Regions from separate parts of the Pan troglodytes genome. Here region 1 is linked to region 2. The links are chromatin contacts, called in public Hi-C maps. All regions are on one chromosome and are shown on one strand. The core of a region is the stretch at or near the end of the contact, and the rest is flanking DNA. Distances in the headings are between cores, read along the strand shown. Region 1 holds the start of HEBP2 (heme binding protein 2). Region 2 holds the start of PERP (p53 apoptosis effector related to PMP22).

The links. A called contact is a pair of places that touch in the nucleus more often than the background predicts.
Region 1: a Hi-C map of stem cell-derived neural progenitor cells shows a contact between it and region 2, with 5 times the contacts expected there. The contact joins the promoter of HEBP2 here to the promoter of PERP in region 2. A contact is called at or near these places in 4 of 7 Hi-C or Micro-C datasets (blood, induced pluripotent stem cells and stem cell-derived neural progenitor cells), 1 of 1 datasets of contacts at active chromatin or transcription factors (stem cell-derived excitatory neurons) and 1 of 1 other capture datasets (stem cell-derived neural stem cells).

The regions. Positions count from the first base shown.
Region 1 is chr5:150,250,496-150,255,274 of NHGRI_mPanTro3-v2.0_pri, forward strand. It overlaps HEBP2 (heme binding protein 2), which reads left to right and starts at 1,255. Exons shown (of 4, transcript XM_001158871.5): 1 at 1,255-1,630; 2 at 2,178-2,313; 3 at 3,003-3,183. The coding sequence starts at 1,529.
Region 2 is chr5:149,952,142-149,957,091 of NHGRI_mPanTro3-v2.0_pri, forward strand. It overlaps PERP (p53 apoptosis effector related to PMP22), which reads right to left and starts at 2,978. Exons shown (of 3, transcript XM_016956382.4): 1 at 2,201-2,978. The coding sequence starts at 2,414.

The sequences.
Region 1 (4,779 bases), core at 5-2,504, 300 kb after region 2:
TGTTACCCAAGCTAGAGTGCAGTGGCGCGATCTCGGCTCACTGCAGCTTCGACCTCCCCAGGCTCAAGCCGATCCTCCCACCTCAGCCTCCCGAGTAGCTGAGATCACAACCCCAGCACACTCAGCTTTTTTTTTTTTTTTTGGAAGGCAGCTATGCTCTCCACTATACTATCAACGCTATTTTATTGTATTTTTGTAGAGACGGGTTTTCGCCATGTTGCCCAGTCTGGTCTCGAACTCTTGGGCTCAAGCGATCACCCCTGTCTTGGCCTCCCAAAATGAAGGGATTACAGGCGTGAGCCACCGTGCCTGGCCTTGAAAGGCAATTTCGTCTTCTTGGAAGTCTCCTTGCGAGGGAGGGAGCCTCCCCTTTGGCCTCAGCACCCTGGCTAGGGGGTGCTGGCTCCATGGCATTGCCAATGGTCCCGGCTGCCTCTTCTGTTCACAGGGGCCTACTCCCCTTCACCCTTGGGGGATGTCACCATTGCTTTTCACGTGGCCACCCTCCTGTCCGTTGGCTTTCGCGTGGGGAGTGCCTGCTGCCTCTGCGGCGGTCACGTCGCCCCGGAGAGCCTCGGAGCTCTGGCTGCCCACGATGGGAGTCCTCTGGGGGGCGCCGGAGCCGTGCCGGGTCCCCGCCGCAGGGGACAGTAACGCGGAGTCGGCCTGGCCGGCGGAAAGGGGGTGCTGGGGAACAGAGCCGCACCCCACTCGGCTCGGGAAAGCCCTGGTAACCAAAATTCTTGAAAAGCACTAGTGTCTGGCCTCGGCACTAACTCTCCCCGAGTCTCGTTAAGCCTGCGGGGATGACTCAGAGGGTCTGGGGTCCTGTCGGGGAAAAGTTCAGAAACCAGAACAGTTCCAGATTCTCTCCATATGTCTGTGGTCCCACCACCTCCTCCGCAAGGGACCCTGAAAGCTGTCTGGGACCTAGGACAACTTCTTGGGATGAGTACGGCCATTCGCCCTGGCTGATCCCCAGGAGTGCGGGCAGGGGCCGCGGGGGTCGGGTCGCCAGCCGCCACCTCCGGCCTTTCTCTGCCTGCGGTGCGCTGGGACACCCTCGAGGCGGCTCAGCGCCCGCGGTTCCCAGCGCGGGCGGGGCCGCGGCAGAGGCTCCCAAACCGGTTGCACAGAAACAGCGCCACCCCCTACTGCCCGCGGGGCCACCTGTGTGTGCCTTTCCTTCAAAAACAAAGGCGGGGCGGGGGCGGGAAGTGCCTCAAAAGAAGGCGGGCCGAAGCGAGGTGCGGCTCCCTGTCGCCGCGGAGGGGCGGGGGCAGGACGCGCAACTCCGGCCGGAGCTGTCCGGGGTCGTGAGCCGGCCCCGCCTTGGTGGGGGCGCCCCCTCGCGGTCCAGAGGCAGACGCATCGGGTGGGCTCGGGTCTCCAGCCCGGCCGGGAGGAGGGACCGGGTCTGCGGAACGGGGACTCGGGGCCTCGGCGGGGCGCGCACACGCAGGCGGGGCGGCCCGGGGTGCGGGGCCTCTGCGCGGCTGACCAGGCTCCCAGAGCGTCAGCGCCGCCCATGGCCGAGCCGCTCCAGCCAGACCCCGGGGCGGCCGAGGACGCGGCGGTCCAAGCTGTGGAGACGCCGGGCTGGAAGGCCCCAGAGGACGCCGGCCCCCAGGTAGGCGCCGACTCGGGAGCGGAGGGGCTGGGCCCGCCTTCCGGCTGATTTGCAGTGAGGCCAGCGGGTCCCATAGAGTTAAGTAAAAAGCACAATTTTTTAAATGGTCCCAGTCCCTACCCCCTATGCTACGCAAACGAGAAACCCCGGTCATTTAGCTCTACCCTCCCCCCTACCCCCAGTGCAGGTCCCATCTCAATTTCTTGTCTTTGCGGGGTGGTGGGGCGGGGAGGAACTGGTTACGTCCCAGAACGCGCGGTGGAACCCTCCGAACCGAGGGGGTGTAATAGATGCTTGTCTGAAAGTGTGAATCGAGTCCCCAGCGTGTGGGGTTGGGGCCGCTGCGGTCCCTAATCGCAAGGAGGGGAACCTCGTGGAGGGGAACCTCCCAGACCTAAGGAGCGGGGACCTCAGGCCGGACCCCGGGGCGGTGCAGCCCTTAGACAGGCCGGCTCCAGGTCGACCCGAGATCATGGCACCGGTATTTTTGCATCTCACTCCTACCCTCTTAGAATTGCTTCTCGAAGTTTTCTCTGTTCCACTTTAGCCCGGAAGTTATGAGATCCGACACTATGGACCAGCCAAGTGGGTCAGCACGTCCGTGGAGTCTATGGACTGGGATTCAGCCATCCAGACGGGCTTTACGAAACTGAACAGCTACATTCAAGGCAAAAACGAGAAAGGTAAAATCAGTTTTCCTTGTAATTATGCATATTGTGAAAGAGTCCCCGGGCTTATTATTGAGTTTTAGCTTATTAAAGAAATATCCTTTATAATGGAAAAATAAGCAAGTCATCAAAGACTTGTCTTGTTTTCAGACAAGACTCCTCAGGACCAGGGTTACACTGGGTATTACTTTTCAACCTCTGTTCTCTGATTTTGCTGGATGAACTGGGGTTTGGTGTAACTCGTGATAAGTCCTTTTCTATGGCTAACACCTCAAGATAATTTGGTGACTGGTAGGATCAGAGACGTCAGGAGGCAAGAAGGTACCAAGATTAGAAGCATCAAGTCATAGCTTTTGTTCTGGCTTTGCTGCTATTTATATTTTAGCAGGTCTCTTAGCCTGTGGGACCTCATTTTCTGAATGGTTAGAAAAAATAATTTACTGACCATGTAATCTCTAATTTCCCCTTTTGTCTCTAAAAATTAAGAATTTATTAACCCAGAATATCAGTATACAGAAAGTGGTTTAATGTGGGCAGTGAGCAATTGAGTAATTTTGGCCTTACTGTTTTAAGATGAAAATTATTTTAAAGGTAAATATGTCAATAATGTGAAGTAAATCAAGAAACCCAGATCAAAAAAGAATAGGTTAAATGTTTAAAGCTGTCAAAAATACACTAAATTTGCTTTCATTTTTATGTCACAGAGATGAAAATAAAGATGACAGCTCCAGTGACAAGCTACGTGGAGCCTGGTTCAGGTCCTTTTAGTGAGTCTACCATTACCATTTCCCTGTATATTCCCTCTGAACAGCAATTTGATCCACCCAGGCCTTTAGAGTCAGATGTCTTCATTGAAGATAGAGCCGAAATGACTGTGTTTGTACGGTAAGTGGTAGATAATTTATAGCCTTGCTGACTGCTAGTTTTACTTGCGTGCACTCACAATTTAGCTCCAATGCAATTTCAAAAGGCTTTTCACCCTTCCATAAAATCAGGTCTAATGCATTTTGTGATGTTTTCCTACTGGCTTTGTTGTATATGTTACTGAGGTCTGTCACAAGATAATAATCACTTCATTTAATGAGTCTATTGCATGCCCTTCATATAAGACATGGTGCAAATTATATGCTCCCAAAACAAAAGACTGCAATATAGTTAGACCTGAACAAAAATACCTTAAAACAGAAGTCTTAGTTTGTTCAGGCTGCTGTAACAAAATACCGTAGGCTGGGTAGTTTATGAAAAACAGAAATTTCTCTCTCACATTTCTGGAGACAAGGAAGTTCAAGTTTAAGGTGCTGGCAGTTTCAGTGACTGGTGAGGGCCCGTTTCCTGGTTCATAGATGGAACCTTCTCAGAAATGCCCTCATGTGGTGGAAGAGGCAAGGCAGCTTTATTGGACATGTTTTACAAGGCTCTACCCTCATGACTTAATCACTTTCCAAAGGCCTCATCTCCTAATACTATCACATTAGTGATTAGGTTTTCAAAATACGAATTTTGAGGCCCAGCACTTTGGGAGGCTGAGGCAGGTGGATCACTTGAGCCTGGGAGTTAGAGACCAGCCTGGGCAACATGGCAAGGCCCCATCTCTACCAAATGTATATATATATTAGCCAGGCCTGGTGGCACATGCCTGTGGTCCCAGCTACTTGGGAGGCTGAGGTAGGAGGATCACTTGGGCCCAGGAGGTCGAGGCTGCAGTGAGCCGTAATTGCACCAATGCACTCCAGCCTGGGTGACAGAGTGAGACCCTGTCTCAACAAAAAGAAAAATGTATATATGAATTTTGGGGAGACACAAACATAGAGTTCATAGCATTCTGCCCTGATCCTGTAAAATTCATATCATCTCACATGCAGAATACATTCATTCTATCCCAATAGCCCCAAAAGTCTTAATTCATTCCAGCATCAACTCAAAAGCCTAAATTCATCTAAAGATCATCAAAATCAAATCTGAGGCTCAAGGTACAGTTCATCCTGAGGCCGATTCCCCTCCATCTATGAGCCTGTGAAATCAAACATATTATATGCTTCCAAAATACAATGGTGGGACAGACATAGGATAAATACTGCATTCCAAAAGGAAGAAATGGGAAAAAAGAAATGGGTAACAGGTTCCAGGTAAGTTCTAAATCTTCAGATTAATTTTCTTTGACTCAAAGCTCTTCCCTCTGGGCCCACTGGGATGAAGGTCCCACTTGTGAAGCTCTGCTGAACAGAGGTTGGGCCCCCAAAGCTTCAAGTGGCCCTGCCCATGGCTTTGGATGGCCCAACCCCACTGCAGCTCTCACAGTTGGAGGGACCCCACCCTGCAGCTCTACCAGGCTCGAATTGCACACCGGTGGCCCTCCCAGTCTGGTGTGCCCGGCTCCCATGGCTCTGTTAGCCATTTCCCTATTGGGGACTCACTGCAGTAGCTTGGTCTCACTGTGGCCCTCTGCTTGGGTCACATACCCAAGGCCCTGGGCAGCTCCAT
Region 2 (4,950 bases), core at 1,728-4,227:
AGCTTCTACAATTGTGAGGCAAAACTAGCCAATGTGCATGCAGGCGATGAGACAGACGTATAATAAGCTCTTAAACTCATCTTTGACTACAACGGCCAGAGGTAGCTCCATATCTGCTGTCTTCTTCCCACAGCCACTTCATGACAGCAGATCCCAGATTCATGATTTGATTCTAGATCTTGAGCAAGAGCCGTGTGTAATGCATTACTGGCACTTAATTACCTTTGCAAAGGTAGCAGGAATAACTAAATTGAGTTGTTAAAGCTACTACCATTTACGAAAATCAGTCATGCTGCATTATAAACAGATTTTTCAAGATCCACTTAGAAAATCCAGCTTTTCCAAGGACCAATTTCTATGTCAAACTGAATTATAAACTATACACTGGTTAGTGTTTTCTTTACAATGAAAAAAATTGACATTTAGACTTCTAATTAAAAATTCAACCAAACTAAGAAAAAAAACCTGCTTATTGCCTTCCATATACAAAGCACTGTATCAGTCTAAGGTGGAACAGCCACACCCTGAAAAGGTGAGCTCATCCTGCAAGTCAAGAAAAATAAAAATGGCATTGTGCATGTTTCACAAGAGGGCTGTGGTCACAGCCAGAGCCTTGCAGGTCAAATCATGTCCCGTCAGTAGCACTGATCATAGTTCTGCCAATATCCCCGCCACCAGTCAAAGGCACACTGGTCTTACTTTATATGTGGAGGATTACTGCGTATACTTTGGGTCTGCATTAGTCTTTGGAGTAGGGTATAATTATCAAAGTATGTTTAAAAACACACAGGCAGATCTGTTAGGTCCTCTAGAAGAGACTGAGTTCAGATGCATTTTAACTAGAAGATAGAGGTACATTATTTCAAAAAACAATTAATTCACTTTAAAAACCTAAAAGACTGGAGATGATACAAACCTGAGCTGGCACAGGATTGTACGGGTTTTCAGAGAAGAAAACACACAAACTGTAAGGAAAGCTGGAATTTTCTGCAGTGTTTACATTTTATTACCTGGCTAATGGGGACCATGCTTCCTTTTGTGGAGAAGTGACGTCCAAAGGATTACACAAAAGAAAGGGCACCAAGTTGCTGATATAGTCCCCCGGAAACACAAATAAACAGGATTGGGTTGGAAGCCCTGGGCCACTTCAAAGAAAAAAATCAAGTCAATGGTAATAGTAAGAAATGAAAACAGGCAGGGTAGCTTGCTTTCTGTGTTTAAAACTATTAAACCCGGTAGGTAAAGCCCATTTGGCTTTAAGGTTTTATTAGGCTCTCACAGACCCCATCTCCACCCCCACACACATTGCTAATCACAGTAGACCCCAGCTGTGATTCCCATCCACCCCTAGGCAAGGAGAGGGGGCTTCCCACTGTGAAAGAAAATGCCTTCTCAGACAAGAACTATGCTCCAGTCCTGACTTTCAACAAGGCAAGCAGGGAGCTTCCTCCATGCTGGGAAAATGGCATACAGTACTTCACCTGCCAGGTACATTAAATTTGTCAACTCTGCTTCACGTCGCGAGTGTAGGGAATGTGTTTGCTTTTTAGATTTCAAATCGGATTAAAATAATTAAGTTTTCTAAACAACAATGCCATGCTTAAACCGAAGGACACGCCCTAGAACAAGAGCTAACAAGAACTAGCCTGACCGGTAAAGTAGACTGAAATATCTATTGAAAACGTTAACTGCTAAAACTGCCTGAAAGGGCTTTTTTAAATGAGAAAGTTTTTTCAGCTATATCAAGTTGAACGAATCCACTGATATTAGGGAAGGCACGTTATTTCAATATTTATATTTTAATCATAAGAAGAAACAAGAGAAGGAAGAGAAATGGGAAGAAATTTCAGGTCTCCAAGAAACTTTGTTCATTATATTTACTCATCTAAACTTGCAATGCTTGAAATAATCTTTCGTACGTAACCGACAAAACCCAGGAAAAAAACTGTACAGTTTGAACTACGGCCTTTTTTTTTTTTTTTTTTTTTCTGTTTCTGAGCTTGATGTTGGCCACCCAAAGCTACTGCTGCTGCATTTGGTTCAGGTCGGATGCATGAGCCCGAGCTCGTCCTAAACAGGCATTCTGAAAAGCACTGGCTCCCCCGACCCTGTGAGGGCCCACCACGCGCGGCGGCTTTTGCAGGCCGCGGCCCCGAGGGCTTCCTGGAGGCGGCGGCGGCGGCGGCGGGCGGGCACTCACCATACTCCATGAGGCTCTGACAGCCCTCCTCGTAGGACCCGCTGCCGCCGCCCTCTTGGGAGCATTTCCACCACAGCGAGGACGTCTGGACGTGGTCGCTAGACTGCAACCAGCCGCGGCCGGCCAGCGCGATGATGTCGAAGGCGATGGCGCTGAGTAGGAGCAGGGGCAGGATCCAGCGGCAGCGCTCGCAGGCCAGGCCGCAGCGGATCATGTTGACGGGCGGCGCGGGGCCGAGCGGAGCGGAGCGGAGCGGGTCGGAGGAGCGCGCGGGACGGGCGACAGCAGAGAGTGGCCTGCGAGCGCGGGCGCCGCCACAAAAGCGAAGAGGCCGCGGGGAGGCGGCTCCCGAGGACGCCGCTCCGGGCGGCCCCACCTAGATTCCGGTGACTCAGAGCGCGCCCGCCCCGACCTGCCCGGCCGGGCCGGGGCGGGCGGGGCCGCTGGTAAACAGGTGGGGCTCGGGTGACACCGGGCGGCGGCGGAAGGCGGCCCGAGGGTCCCGCGCGTCCCACAAGCCTCCAGTCCCGCTCACCTGGTCCTCTCCAGGCGCGAGTTTTATCTTCCTGGCGCACCAACATATACACTTGTTTATCTGCACAGCGCCAGCCTAATATCTGACCCCTGATGTCGCATCGTGGGGCGGTGGTCAGCAGTGCCATATCTGAGTTTTCAGCAGTGTGAGATGGGTGTTCTAATTGCACCTGTGGATAAAGGCTGCACTCCTTTGGACGCGTGCACCCAAACCCAGAAGCCCGTCCCTGACCCCTGCTGACACAGGTGATCCCTTCCTCCTAGGCTCCGCCTTTGCACCTTGGACCGTGGCTCCCCGGGTACTCTTATCTCTGCATGCTATTCTTTCCTGCTGGGTTGCCAGATTTTGGAAAGCGGAGGCGATGCTGAATTTATCTGTGTATCCTTAGTGTCCGGCACCGTGCTTGGATCTCAAGGAGAGCTCAGTGAATTTGATGAATGAACATGTAATTTAACAAATGCTCGCTTCCTTTCGGAAAGGCTTCATCTGGCTTCCCCAGATAATTTCATGTCGCCTCTGCTGCAGTCCACTTCCTATCACGAATCTCTACCTATTTAAACTGCACTCTCTCTACTCTTCATTTACTATTTTGAGGTTTTTCCAAATAAAAATCATACGTCAGCATGCAACCTGCATTTAGGATCCCCCCTTCGGTGTCCTGGGCTAGCTCCCGTCACAGTCCTGACTCCTAAGGTGTGACAGGAAGGGTGGGGTGGCAGCCAGGTGTGCCGCTGAGGACAAAGGAGTTCTCAGTGTCAGGCACCTCGGTGGCCTTGGGAAAATCACTGAAACATCGTATGGGGGTCATGTCTTAACCCTGTACCTCCAAAGATTTCTTCTGAATCCCCTGTGTTTTCTGTTAATTTAATATAAAAGTGGGAACTACTTAAAAATATTTTAAATTGTATTCCAATTTGATATTCTCAATAGAAACAGAATACTCTTTTGACTTATGCCATTTTCTGGCAATTCTTGAGGACAAATAAAAGCATGGAGAAAGTATCTGAAAATACATGAAATAATTTCCCTAGCCTTCATTTTACATAATTCAAGTTTTACATAAACCACGTCCTATATTTTTATTATAGGAAAATATTTTCACTTTCAAAGAACACAAGAGGGTGTTCTGCCAAAAGTTAACTTTGTATCGTGGAAGCTGTGTGAAGAAAATGCTGATATTTATGTTCTCAGGGTTTTCAAAAGTAATGAAGATATTTGTTTAATTAGCTATGTATAATATATTTGTGAGAAAAAAAATTTCTTATAAGTCAAATACTGACCAGAAGCAAAGTGGCTTCAGACAAAATGAGAGTTTTGCAGGCATCTTAATATCTCTGAATAATTTTGGACTTGATATATATAATTTATTTTTGTTATTCAATGAAACCATTTCCGATGGGCTTGAGGAAAAGAGCTCATTAATGCTGAGGTGAACACAAAGAGATTAGCTCTTCACAATTTCTAGAAGAGACCACATTGACCCTGGTGGGTTTCCAACAATAATATACCCAACATGTGGTGCAGACTCTGGAACCGGATGGTTCAGGTTTACACGCTTTCTCGTATTCGCTGTGTGACACTGGGCAGGTTAGTTCAGTTTTTTTGCCTCCATTTCCTCATCTGTAAGACAGACAGTGCTAACCTCAGTGTTTTAATGATTGTTAAAAGAGCAAATCCATCTAAAGTGCTCAAGAAAGTTCCTGCATGTAGTAAGGGTTGATGATGATGATGATGATTTTTCATATAGGTTTTCCACTTTTGAACATTGAAAGAGGGGAATGTCCATGTTTCTAAAGGGCAAATTCTATAGGTGAATACCAACTGTAAGTGACTAAGTTATTTTAGACAATGCAATCATTCATCCTAGCCATATTCATAAAATGATGGCTCATAGAGAACAGTAGGCAGTTGGATAGTTCCCCCTGCTGGACAATGTAGGGATTGCGCCTGAGCACTGAGCACTTGGCAAAAATGTAAATTGTACCTACAGAAAGTTTTTTTTAAATTGAGGCTTGACTGACATACAAAAAAGTGTATATATTTAATATATACAACTTGACGAATTTGAAGATAAGTACATACCCATGAAACTATCACCATAAAGAAAAAGGTTTTCTTTTTCTAATTTGGGGTTATGGTTATAAAACCAATGACTGTTACCAACAAAAATATATAAATAAATAATTTTAAAAATAAAAACTGGTAGAAAGTAATA